Regions from separate parts of the Gossypium hirsutum genome. Here region 2 is linked to region 1. The links are chromatin contacts, called in public Hi-C maps. All regions are on one chromosome and are shown on one strand. Each heading gives the region's core, a stretch centred on a gene start, on an enhancer-like site or on the middle of the called end of the contact. The rest is flanking DNA. Distances are from core to core; before and after follow the strand shown. Region 1 has its middle 13 kb from the start of LOC121211444. Region 2 holds the start of LOC107918105 (glutamate decarboxylase).

What was found. A called contact is a pair of places that touch in the nucleus more often than the background predicts.
Region 2: a contact with region 1 is called in a Hi-C map of leaf, with 4 times the contacts expected there. The contact joins the promoter of LOC107918105 here to the enhancer-like site in region 1. A contact is called at or near these places in 17 of 34 Hi-C or Micro-C datasets (anther, fibers, hypocotyl and 3 more).

Annotation. Positions count from the first base shown.
Region 1 is chrA12:92,522,962-92,529,051 of Gossypium_hirsutum_v2.1, forward strand. No RefSeq gene overlaps it. Among protein-coding and RNA genes, the nearest start is that of LOC121211444, 13 kb to the left of the region's middle. Within about 2 kb of position 1,455, at least 5 of the 9 cell types and tissues checked have an H3K27ac peak or open chromatin away from gene starts, as enhancers often do. A contact at or near this core is called in hypocotyl and leaf, where this site is marked.
Region 2 is chrA12:92,594,110-92,600,108 of Gossypium_hirsutum_v2.1, forward strand. LOC107918105 (glutamate decarboxylase) reads left to right here and starts at 4,361. Exons shown (of 5, transcript XM_016847618.2): 1 at 4,361-4,933; 2 at 5,132-5,547; 3 at 5,654-5,907. The coding sequence starts at 4,643.

The DNA of each region.
Region 1 (6,090 bases), core at 205-2,704:
TCATTCACACACTTTTTCGTGGGATACTTGTTAAAGAATTTGTTTTGTTATAATTATAACTTGACAACGATAATGTGTAAATAGTGAACATTATTTTGAGGCTATAATCGAATATTTAATTTTGAACTTAAATTTTATATTTTATTCACCACCTATCATGATCATAATAATTAATTAAAATATTTGGACTAATAAACTTCTAATTTACTATTACATGTAATTCCATAATATGAATATATGCATAAAATACATAGAGGAAAATTAAATATATATCTCTTAAAAAAATGTTTTAAAAAAAATGTTACAAATTGGTTTGCACTCAGTATTTTATATTTTAAAAATATTTTTGTAGAAAATATGAAATTACAAATATCATCTAAAAATAAAAAAATTAAAAAAAATAATTTGAGAATGAGTTCAAACTCCTTCCCTTCGACTGATTTATTCACATGTTAATTGTTTTCACTATAAGTGTTATTCTTATGTAGATATGAGATAGAATCTCCCACTTAAGACAAGCACAAATATTAAAAGTAATACCATTATTCGGCTGCTTACGCTTCAGATGAGATGATGCAGTGCCATAATTTAGTAACCCTTGCACTAATCAGTTTGTTTTTCTCTTGAGAATGCAAGAGCCACATTGCTTCAAATCTATACCATTGAAGAGACAATATTCTGTATTAAAAACGAGCGCTCCATGATTTGATTGGATAATAGGCTCAAGGCAAGGCAAGTTGTAAAAGGCTTTATCAATTCTTTCCCAGATTTGGTCATCACCTTTCCCGTTCAGCTGACTTTTGTCCTATAGGGATTAGCTCAATGAGACCGCAAGTGTTAATACACTTTCTTCCAAAGATTGGTCCTTTATCAACAACTTGGTTGAAATCCCCAATGAGAAACCAAGGTATATTATCAGTTAACGATTTGAAACTACAAATTTGATCCCAAACCTGCTTTCTTTTTTACAGTATAGGGTCCCATACACACACCAGATACAACAATATCAGATTTTCATTGATAAACTGCGTGGTTACATCATAAAGGGTTATTTCTATATTCAACTCAAAACCTTGGATATAAATATTTCAGGTTGGACTTTCAACTTTAAAAAAAATCATTTTAACTCTTTATTTAATTTATTATCTCTTCTAATCCGTTGTATCCCATTTAGGTTGAAATATGTAGCGGGTTTTGATAAGAAAATCAATTTCTGGTCGTTAGGACTTTACTGAAACGTGTTTGTATATAGGAAAAAAACATTTTATTAAGAGGGAATCCAGTTCATAGTTTCCTTCTTCAGCGAGTCAAATGGATGTCTAATTCAATTAACGTCAACAAAATATAACAATTGAAGAAAAAGCAGACCATATTCAATTTGCGGGTTGTCCCAGCAAGCCAGACAAAAGCAGACCATATTCCTCGCTCCTTGACTGACGGATCCTTCCCTGTTCCACATTCCTAAACGGTAATGGGCCTTGTAGCTTGAAATCGCGTTTTTGGCTTTCTTATTTTACTTAGTATAGTCCTCATCACTTGTACATTTTTTCAGATTAATTTTAATTCTAAATAATTCAATAAATTTAACTCTTCTATAAACTTCGTTCTTAAAACACATCTTCATCTGCCCTTGTCTTGCATTCATTTTTCTTCTCTCTTATCCAAACTGATATAAAACCCCTAAATAAATTTTCTTTAATTTTTTCATAGCAATTTCTAGAATTCCAAAACATTTTTCAACTTCATATTAAAGAAATATGGTTGTTGTGATATTTGGACGTGGGACACATTTTCCTCTTATCTTCTTCAATCTATTAACTTTGCAGCTTTGCAACTCTAAAAATAAGCTCTCTTCTAACCTCTTTGCTGACACTTTCAAATTTTTGGACTCACCATCAACACCATCGTTACATCTCTAATATTCAAGAATCACTTGTTAGATTTGTAAAATAAATCTAAAATAAAATTTAATAAACTAAGATCTATCATGTCAAATCCTTAAGAATAAATCAAGAATAAAACTGAATGCGGAAAAGTACTTGAATCCATGAATTCTTTGAAATTTTTCTGGATCTTGGGGATTTGATCTTCCAAATTAACACACAAGAAAACTCAGAAAATATTTGCTCTCTCTTTCCTAAGGATGTGATATTAGAAAAGATATATTGTGTATAATTTGGGGACCATAACCGAAATATTTACTTTGGCATATTAGTTCGAATCAAATTCTAATTAACCCATCATTAATTAGAATTTGATTAGAACTCAATTATTAGAGTATCTATACATATTTGACCCATACTTTATTTAATAATTAAATCCCAATAAAATTCTAACCAAATTAGATCACTTTTAATTTGGGCTAACCTATCATGATAGTAAATAATAACATGTAATTACTTTTATTATATATGTGATGTCCATATTTTCCAACAACCTCCCACTTGGACCACATATATATACTAATTACTCTATAATTACATGTCATTATATAACCTTATGGGCTCAAAATTTTACTATCATATCCAGAAGGTATTTCGAACAATCTCGTCCATTAATTATGTTAACATAGAACCAAGGCAACTTTCGTTACATATATCATAACTAAATCCATCTATGATCACACATATTAACACAACCAAATGACATAGATCAAGTATGGATGTGTGGCATGAAAATTACATACAATATGATCTAAACATGTCTATTTCTAACTAGTCCTCTTTAAACTTAAATGAGGTTAGTTTCAAAATAATAAACAGAGTGAATAAACTAAATACTTCATTTCTGATCAGAAAATAACCAAATACATAAATGTCTGGAAACAAACATAAAGCAAATAAAATATAAACTCCCACTAAATCATGATATCCTCAAACAATGTAACACCCATATAAGTTTTGTGCTCATGAAAGACCTTGGGTGGTAAACCTTTTGTGAGCGGATCCGCTATCATGGAGTTTATCCCAATGTGTTTTATGGATATTTGACCATTTTGCACTCTTTCTTTTACAACTAGGAACTTTATGTCAATATGTTTTGACTTAGATGAACTCTTGTTGTAATTGGAATACAACACTGCTGACTTATTATCACAAAATAATTTGAATGATCTTTCTACATTCTCCAAAATTCGCAGTCCTGTGACAAAATTTCTCAACCATATTCCATGGTTTGATGCTTCATAGCACGCTACAAACTCTGCTGCCATAGTGGACGAAGCTACAAGTGTCTGTTTGACACTTTTTGAAGATATAGCTTCTCCAGGTAACAGGTAAATATTGCCTGATATAGATTTCCTACTATCTTAACACCCAGCAAAATCAGAATCAAAATACCCTACGACCTCCAAAAGATCTGACTCTTATAAGGAAGCTGTAATCTTTTGTTCTTTGAAGATATCTCATAACCCTTTTGGCTGCTATCCAATGGTCTATACCAGGGTTGCTTAAATATCTGCCTAACATCCCAACAATGTACGCAATGTTCGGACGCAAACATACTTGAGCATACATTAAACTCCCAACAGCTGATGCATAGAGAATCTTTTTCATTTCTTGAATTTCAAGATTACTTGTAAGGCATTGAGTAAGACTAAATTTGTCTCCTTTAGCAACAGGGGTGTCACCTAGTTTACAACTCTGCATGCCAAACCTTTTGAGTACTTTATCGATATATATGTTTTGTGATAATCCAAGAATACCCCGAGATCGATCTCAGTGTATCTGAATTTCTAAAACAAAAGAGGCATTCCCAAGATCTTTCATCTTAAAATGCTTAGACAAAAACCTCTTCATTTCATGTAATAAGCATATATCATTTGCGGCAAGCAAAATGTCATCAACATATAGAACCAAAAATATATACTTACTCCTATTGAATTTGTGATACACACAATCATCAACAATATTCATCTCAAATCCAAACAAAACAATTATTTGATGAAACTTATGGTACCATTAATGGGAAGCTTGTTTGAGTCTATAGATGGATTTTGTCAATTTGGAAACCATATTCTTTGAGTCTTCCTACTCAAAATTTTTTAGTTGCACCATATAAATTGTTTATTTAATGTCGCCATTAAGAAATGCAGTCTTAACATCCATCTGATGTAACTTAAGATCTAAATGAGCAACAAGCGCCACGATTATCCTAAAGGAGTCTTTCGATGAAACTGGAGAGAAAGTTTCTGTAAAATCAATACCTTCTTTCTGAGTATATCCTTTAGCTACAAGACGCGCCTTATACCTCTCCACATTACCATTTGCATCCCTCTTGGTTTTAAATATCCATTTACAACCAATTGGTTTTGCACCTTCAGGTAATAGGATAAGTTTTCAAACTTTATTGTCTTGCATAGACTTATGCTCAGTTTTCATGGCATTAATCCACTTTTGAGAATTAGAACTTTTCATGGCCTGATGAAAGTTGATTGGATCATCTTCCATCATTCCATTATCATCCTCATGTTCTTGGAGAAATACAACATAATCATCTGGAATAGCATTTCTCATTTCTCTTGTGGACCTCTTTAATTGCACTTGTTCTTGAGGTTGTTGAGTTTGTTCTTCTGGAACAATTATCTCATTTTGAATGGGGAGTTGTTCAACATTGTATTGTAAAGGTTCCGGACTCACTTCTTGATCAATGATAGGTATAATAACCTGAACATCGTCAAAAGCGATAGTAGGAACTGAGTTAAAATCCAATTCCTCCTTAAAAGTAATGTCTCTAACTTTATTTCTCCCCATTAACTCAACATCCTCAAAAAATGTTGCAGTTCTCGTTTCAAAAATATTCCTTATTATGGGATCATAAAAATTATAGCCCTTAAACTGCTCAGAATAACCAATAAAGTAGTTGTCTACTATTTTGGAGTCCAATTTCTTTTTATGTGGCCTATAAGGCCTTGCCTCAGTTGGACATCCCCAAATGTGTAAGTGCTTTAGACCAGGTTTTTGACCTGTCCAAAGCTCATAAGGTGTTTTTACAATTGCTTTATTGGGTACTCTATTCAAAATGTAAGATGCTATCTTTAATGCTTCTCCCTAGAGGGATTCAAATAAAGTAGAATGAGCAATCATGCTACTTACCATATCCTTAAGAGTTCTCTTTCGTTTTTCAATTACACCATTCATACTAGGTGATCCTGTCATGGTGTACTGTGGGTCAATACCGTATTCCTTTAGGAATTTCGCAAATGGTCCTAGACATTGTTCACCTGACCATCATATCTACCGTAGTACTCACCACCACGATCAGATCTGACATTTTAATCTTTTTGTTGAGTTATTCTCAACTTCAGCCTTATAAGCTTTGAAAACGTCCAAAGACTAAGATTTCTCATGAATGAGATATAGGTACCCATAACGTGTGTAATCGTCTATGAATGATATGAAATATTATTGACCATTCCAGGATGCCGTAGGGAATGTCCTACAAATATCTGTATGAATTAATTCTAAAACATCTGAAGATCTATTGGCACACAATCTCTTGGTTTTGGTCTGTTTTCCCTTAATGCAATCGACACAGACATCAAATTCTATGAAGTTAAGGGACTCTAAAAGACCATCAGACACAAGGCGCTCAACTCTACCTTTTGAGATATGACCTAAGCGCTTAGGTCATAATGATGCTGAATTTTCCTTATTTAATTTGCTTTTAATACCACGTGATTCCACATGCAAGGTTACATTATAAGATGCAACTGTTTCTATTAAATAAAGGTTGTCATAAGTATTTAAATAACTAGTTCCAATAACATTTGAATTTAAAGGCAAACGAAATTGATTGTTTCTGAATGAACAATAATATCCAAATTTGTCCAACAAAGAAACAAAAACTAAATTCCTTCTAAATGACGGTACAATAAAAGTGTCTTTTAAATCAAAATAAAAACCAATTCCTAATAACAACCTAAAATGACCAATCACTTCCACTTCTACTGGTTCTGCATCACCCACAAAGATGTGTCTTTTACCATCACTTGGCTTTCGATAACTCAGGTAACCCTGCATAGAAATACTTACGTGAGTAGTAGCACCAGAATCTATCTACCAAGTGTTTCTAGGTACTGAAGCTAAATTA
Region 2 (5,999 bases), core at 3,111-5,610, 74 kb after region 1:
TCAATGTATTTATTACAAGTGTAATATTACTTATATTTACACATGTACTATATCATCCTCATACATTTGTCATATTTTAATTTATTTATCACATAAAAATCTTATAATATAATTATTTAATTAATAAATATCTTTTACTTAATAATAAATAATAAATATCTATTTACTTAAATAATAAGTAATTTAAATCCATGAATTACAATTGTATGCTTATTTTTATTACAAATGTATATTTTATTACCAAACATTTGGCTTTAATTTATATATATTTCATTAATTTAATAAGATAATATCAATTAAATAATAATTTATACTATTATATTCTAATATTAATTAATAATAACTTAAATCATTAAAAATCTTTAGATTTTTCTCATTGTTTTGCCGCCTCAACTATTCCTTATGACATATTTTCCATTTTTATCGTTTATATTTTCTTTTAATCTATAATTTAATTTTTACCCCTTATTCAATCTAGTCCTTTTTACTATTTTCTCTAAATTGAGCTAATTTTACTTAATTAAAGCCTAATTAAACACACTACTAGACTCACAAATATTCCTAATAATTATTTATGAACTCGATTTACTAAAACGGAGGCCCGATATTGTACCTTTTCGATGCCCGTGAATTTTGGGTCATTACAAATAATGTCTTTAAAAAGAAACATAACTATTCATTTAATATTATAACTATTCAACTAATATTGTTTGAATAGTTATAATTCTTTTTCAAAAATCAAGTGATATAACTCTTGACCAATTACCAAAATATTTATCTTTTGATTAATTACACCCATTCATTTATAGTTATTGGATCATTATAAATATTTGAAAATGTTCCAAAAATCTCCCCCGCATTTTTAAAATATTTCAGTTCTACAACCCTCTATTATCCATAATTATAGAAATTTATCCTCAATTTCAAAATATTTACACTTTAGTCCCTATGTTCAAAATTAACAATTAAGCTTTGCAAACTAGTCATTTTTCATATCTAAGATTAAAATCTAACCAAATAACACCAATAAATCCAATAATTCATCAATGGAAACATTTTGAAACTTTGACAGTTTCGAAAAATAAAACACTGGTTAGCTAAATTGAGCTACCACGATCACATAAACATAAAAATTACAATAAAAAGACTTGTATACTTACCTATTTTGAAGGACCGAATTTTAAACTCAAAACCCCAATTTTTTCTTCTTGTTTTCTTGGAGAAGACAAGTGGAGAATGAAGAAATAATTTGTTTTTTTTCAATTTTAACTTATATACAGAGTTTTATACTTATTTAATCTAATTTAATTAGTTAATTATAAACTTAATTAATCAATTATCATTTGAAATTATTGGAAGGGTTCAATTTCTCAATTGGCCCTTCAATTAATTATAATTTCACAGCGATTAACTTTTACCTTTTTTATAATTTAGTCATTGTACCTTAATTAGTCACTAATTCGGCAAAATTACTTATTAAAAATTCAATTCACCTATATAATAACTCCGTAAAGGGCTCAATTTATGGAAACAAGGTCCTGATATCTCATTTTCTGACACTACTGACTTTAAGGTTATTACATTATACCTTAATAAATTATCAATTCAATAAAATTTCTAAACCAAAATTCAATATAATTTAAAACAAACTCGTAAATATTAAATAATAATATTTACAAATTTACTCATTGGAAATGGGGTTTCAAAACCACCATTTTTTGAAACCACTGAGAATTGGGCTATTACAAGGCCAGCCGAGGGGTCCGTTAGGGATGTTCGTTGTCACCGTATCTTTTTTCTTTTGCATGGAATGAATTGGAAACAGTATTCATGTTGCGATTAATAATGGCAAGTGGTGCCCTATTCGGCTCTCTCGATCGGGTCTGGCTCTATCACACCTCTTCTTTGCAGATGATTTGGTCATTTTTTTTGTAAAGTTAACATGCAACACACTCGTCCACTTAAAGAAATATTAGAGAATTTCTGTTTTTTTTTAGCCATCAAGTTAATGCTTTGAAAACTAATATTTTCTTCTCTAGTAGTGTTGATGATGCTTTAGGAGATTTGATTAGTGGTTTTATCGGATTTCAAAGAGTGTAGAATCTTGGGACTTACCAGGGAGTGCCTCTTTTTTATGAAAAGGTCACTAACAGCACTTTACAATTTGTGGTGGAAAAGGTCCGCAGCAAGTTGCAAAGTTGGGTTGCCAGGCGATTATCTCTAACCAGTAGAGCTACTTTAGCACAATCAGTCCTTTTGACTATACTCAGTTATTGCATGCAATGCATGATGAAGCTTAAGGGAATTTGTAAGGAGATAGAGTGTATGGTTCGACAATTTACTTGGGTTTTCTTGAATGGTAGAAGGACTATGGCTTTAGTTAGTTGGGAATTAGTTTGTCAACCTCGCTCATATAGTGGTCTTGGTTTTAGGCAGTTGAGGGATCAAAACACCTCTTTTTCTATTGAAACTTGACTATAATATAGCCTCAACATATGGGTTTGTGTCTTACGCTCGAAGTATGGTATGAAGGAGGAAAGAAATGGAGATTGGATTCTGGGGTACAATCGTTATTTGGGGCAATGTTCAGTCTTTGATGTTGAATTATGGGGTATTCTGAATGGTCTGGTTCTTTTTCAATGTGGTCAAGGTGATCAAGGTTCCCCAAGACACTCCATTGGTTGCATCGAGTTCTACTTTGGTCAGGTGTAACCATCAACTTTTGATGCATGTCACTTGTAGGTGTTCAATGATCCTCCTGAAGAAATGCTAGTAATCCTTTACTTTGATAAAGCAAGTGATGTTTTTGCCCATTTTAATATAATTTAATTCAATTGTTTTGTTTTTGTACACACACAAAAAAGGAATTTTATTCTCAAGTGATTGTCATATTTTGTGTTAATTATTTTTATGAGCAATTTACTTTTTCTCCAAAACATTACTAATTTTATTTTATGAATAATTATTTTATTCACTATCAATGAAATAGTAAAAAAACTCCACAAACAAATTGAAAATAATACCAAATATCCTTTTGATTTATTTAATTATTATTTTATTATACGTTAAAAAATAAATAACTCTATTCTAAACCCATTTGTGAAGTACTTTTACTCCAACGAAAATGAATAGAATAATAATCCTTGTTTTATTTTGAAAAATATGGCCTTGGACTTCAATTTGTTAAAAATTCTTACTTATCTATCTGTCAGCTTTTGGTTTGTGAATTGTTTAGCATTTAAAATCGAGTTGAACTTAGGAATTAAGTTGATTGGTTGATTATTATTATTATTGGAATGAGAAGGAAACTAGAGCATATGCCAAGCCAAAGAAACAATCACACATCAATTGATTATTATTATTGAAATGAGTTAGATTTCTTATTTTACTAAATTAATTAAATATGTTAAAAAATATTAATTGATAAAATAGGAAGAAAAATAGATCGCTTGAAGAGAGAGTGTGAAAGCGCGTTTAGTTGAGAATACTTTTATATTTTCTCCAAAAATAATTTATTTTCTTAAATTTAAAAAAGATGACATATTTAATTAATTAACTTTTTTTTTCGGAATTTAACATCCTTTGGCATATAAATATATTGTTAGAGGTATCTTTGTGTGTATATTAATATATATTATTAAAACTAAAATTTTAAATTATAAAAATAATTTAAAAGATAACTAAAGCATAATGATATTAATACATGTCAGTATCATAATAAAAACAATAGCTTTTGGGAGCTAATTATTGACTAATTCAAACTTATATAAATAAAATATTAAAATTAAAGACAAGAACAACTGCATGTGCAGTGCAGCTGGTTTGGATGTCAAAGTTTTATTTTAATATATCCATCTTCTTATGAGACGCGTAAGACTCGTTCATTTATTAAATTTGACGTTGAGACATATTCCTCAACACTGATTTGAGAAGCAATGGAAAAAACCAATCTCTATTTTCATCCTAAAATAATTTAATTTGAGTGAAATAAAATTTTGATTTATAATAAAAAAAAGATATATAATTTTTATGGCAACTTCATTATTGGGTTGCAGCTTTACATCTCAATTTCAATTATACTTTTTAGGCCAACTTGGAAAGCTATTAATAAAATTAATCATCCACTAATAAAGGAATGTTTTTTATTTTTATTTTTATTTTTATTTTATTTTGAAGGGAGGATACCTTTATTTATATATATTAAAGAAAGATAAAAATATAAAATAACACTAAACAACATCACCCAAATCAAACTAGTTTCTTTTTTTTGAATAAACCCAAATCAAATAATTATTCAAGCATGTACATTGTATTTGTAATCATTTAATTTTTTTTATTTTTTATTTTTTATTTTTTGCGCAATGAGAGGAAAGATCCCATACCTGGGAAACCGGAAATGAGCCATATTTGAATAGGTTTAGCCAATGAGCGCTGAAACAAGCACTATGAGTTCATGTATAGGACCAGGACCGAGCGTCTAAACAGCGTGGCGCTGGTTTCCTTTGACATCTAGGCCGACACGCCCTGAGCTTCCCTATAAATACCATTTGTCTCTCCAAGCTCCTTCACCAAGCAACAACAACAGCATTAGCCTTACACTAATATCTTCCATCCCTCTTTGATTTCTCAAACACATCAAACCATGGTGTTATCTAAGACAGCATCTGAAACTGATGTCTCAGTTCACTCCACTTTTGCCTCTCGTTATGTCCGAACCTCACTGCCCAGGTTCAAAATGCCAGAAAACTCCATACCAAAAGAGGCTGCTTATCAGATCATCAATGATGAACTGATGCTTGATGGCAACCCAAGGTTGAACCTTGCCTCTTTTGTTACTACATGGATGGAGCCTGAATGTGATAAGCTTATAATGGACTCCATTAACAAGAACTACGTTGACATGGATGAATACCCTGTCACCACTGAGCTTCAGGTACATATGTATATAGATCTCTACTTTTTCTCATTTCTTCTTTAGATTTCATTTGTATGAACAAGAGACCCAAAAGATGTTCTTGTTTTTGCCCCTATATATCAAGAAAAAAAATTAAAAGTCTAAACACTTGAATGGTCAGTTTTACCATTGTAATCTATGAATGAAACATGATCCGAATGGTTGATTTTGATGCAGAATCGTTGTGTGAACATGATAGCACATCTTTTCAACGCACCATTGGGAGAGTCAGAGGCAGCAGTTGGTGTGGGAACAGTTGGGTCATCGGAGGCAATCATGTTGGCTGGCCTTGCTTTCAAGAGAAAATGGCAAAACAAGCGTAAGGCTGAAGGCAAACCTTATGAAAAGCCGAATATCGTGACTGGAGCCAATGTTCAGGTTTGCTGGGAGAAATTTGCAAGGTACTTTGAAGTGGAGTTGAAAGAAGTGAAGCTTAGAGAAGGGTACTATGTGATGGACCCTGTCAAAGCAGTGGAAATGGTTGATGAAAACACCATCTGTGTAGCTGCAATCTTGGGTTCAACCCTCAATGGAGAATTTGAAGATGTCAAGCTTCTAAACGATCTTTTAATTGAAAAGAACAAAGAAACTGGGTAAACATATCATATCTTTTTCCAGCGACGTAAACTTGATAATAATCTGAAATTTGAGGTGCTAAGTTTCATATATTAATCACCTTTTTTAAATCTCTTTGTACAGATGGGATACCCCAATTCATGTTGATGCAGCTAGTGGTGGATTTATTGCGCCATTTTTGTACCCAGAACTTGAGTGGGACTTCAGGCTCCCCCTTGTGAAGAGTATTAATGTTAGTGGGCATAAATATGGTCTTGTTTATGCTGGAATTGGTTGGGTTATCTGGAGGAGCAAAGAAGACTTACCTGAAGAACTCATTTTCCATATTAACTATCTTGGAGCTGATCAACCAACTTTCACTCTCAATTTCTCCAAAGGTCACTTTTCCAATCCAATTTCCTTCATTCGCAAACTAACCACACTATTGTTTTTGACCAGTTCCAACATGTATATATACAAATTTATATAT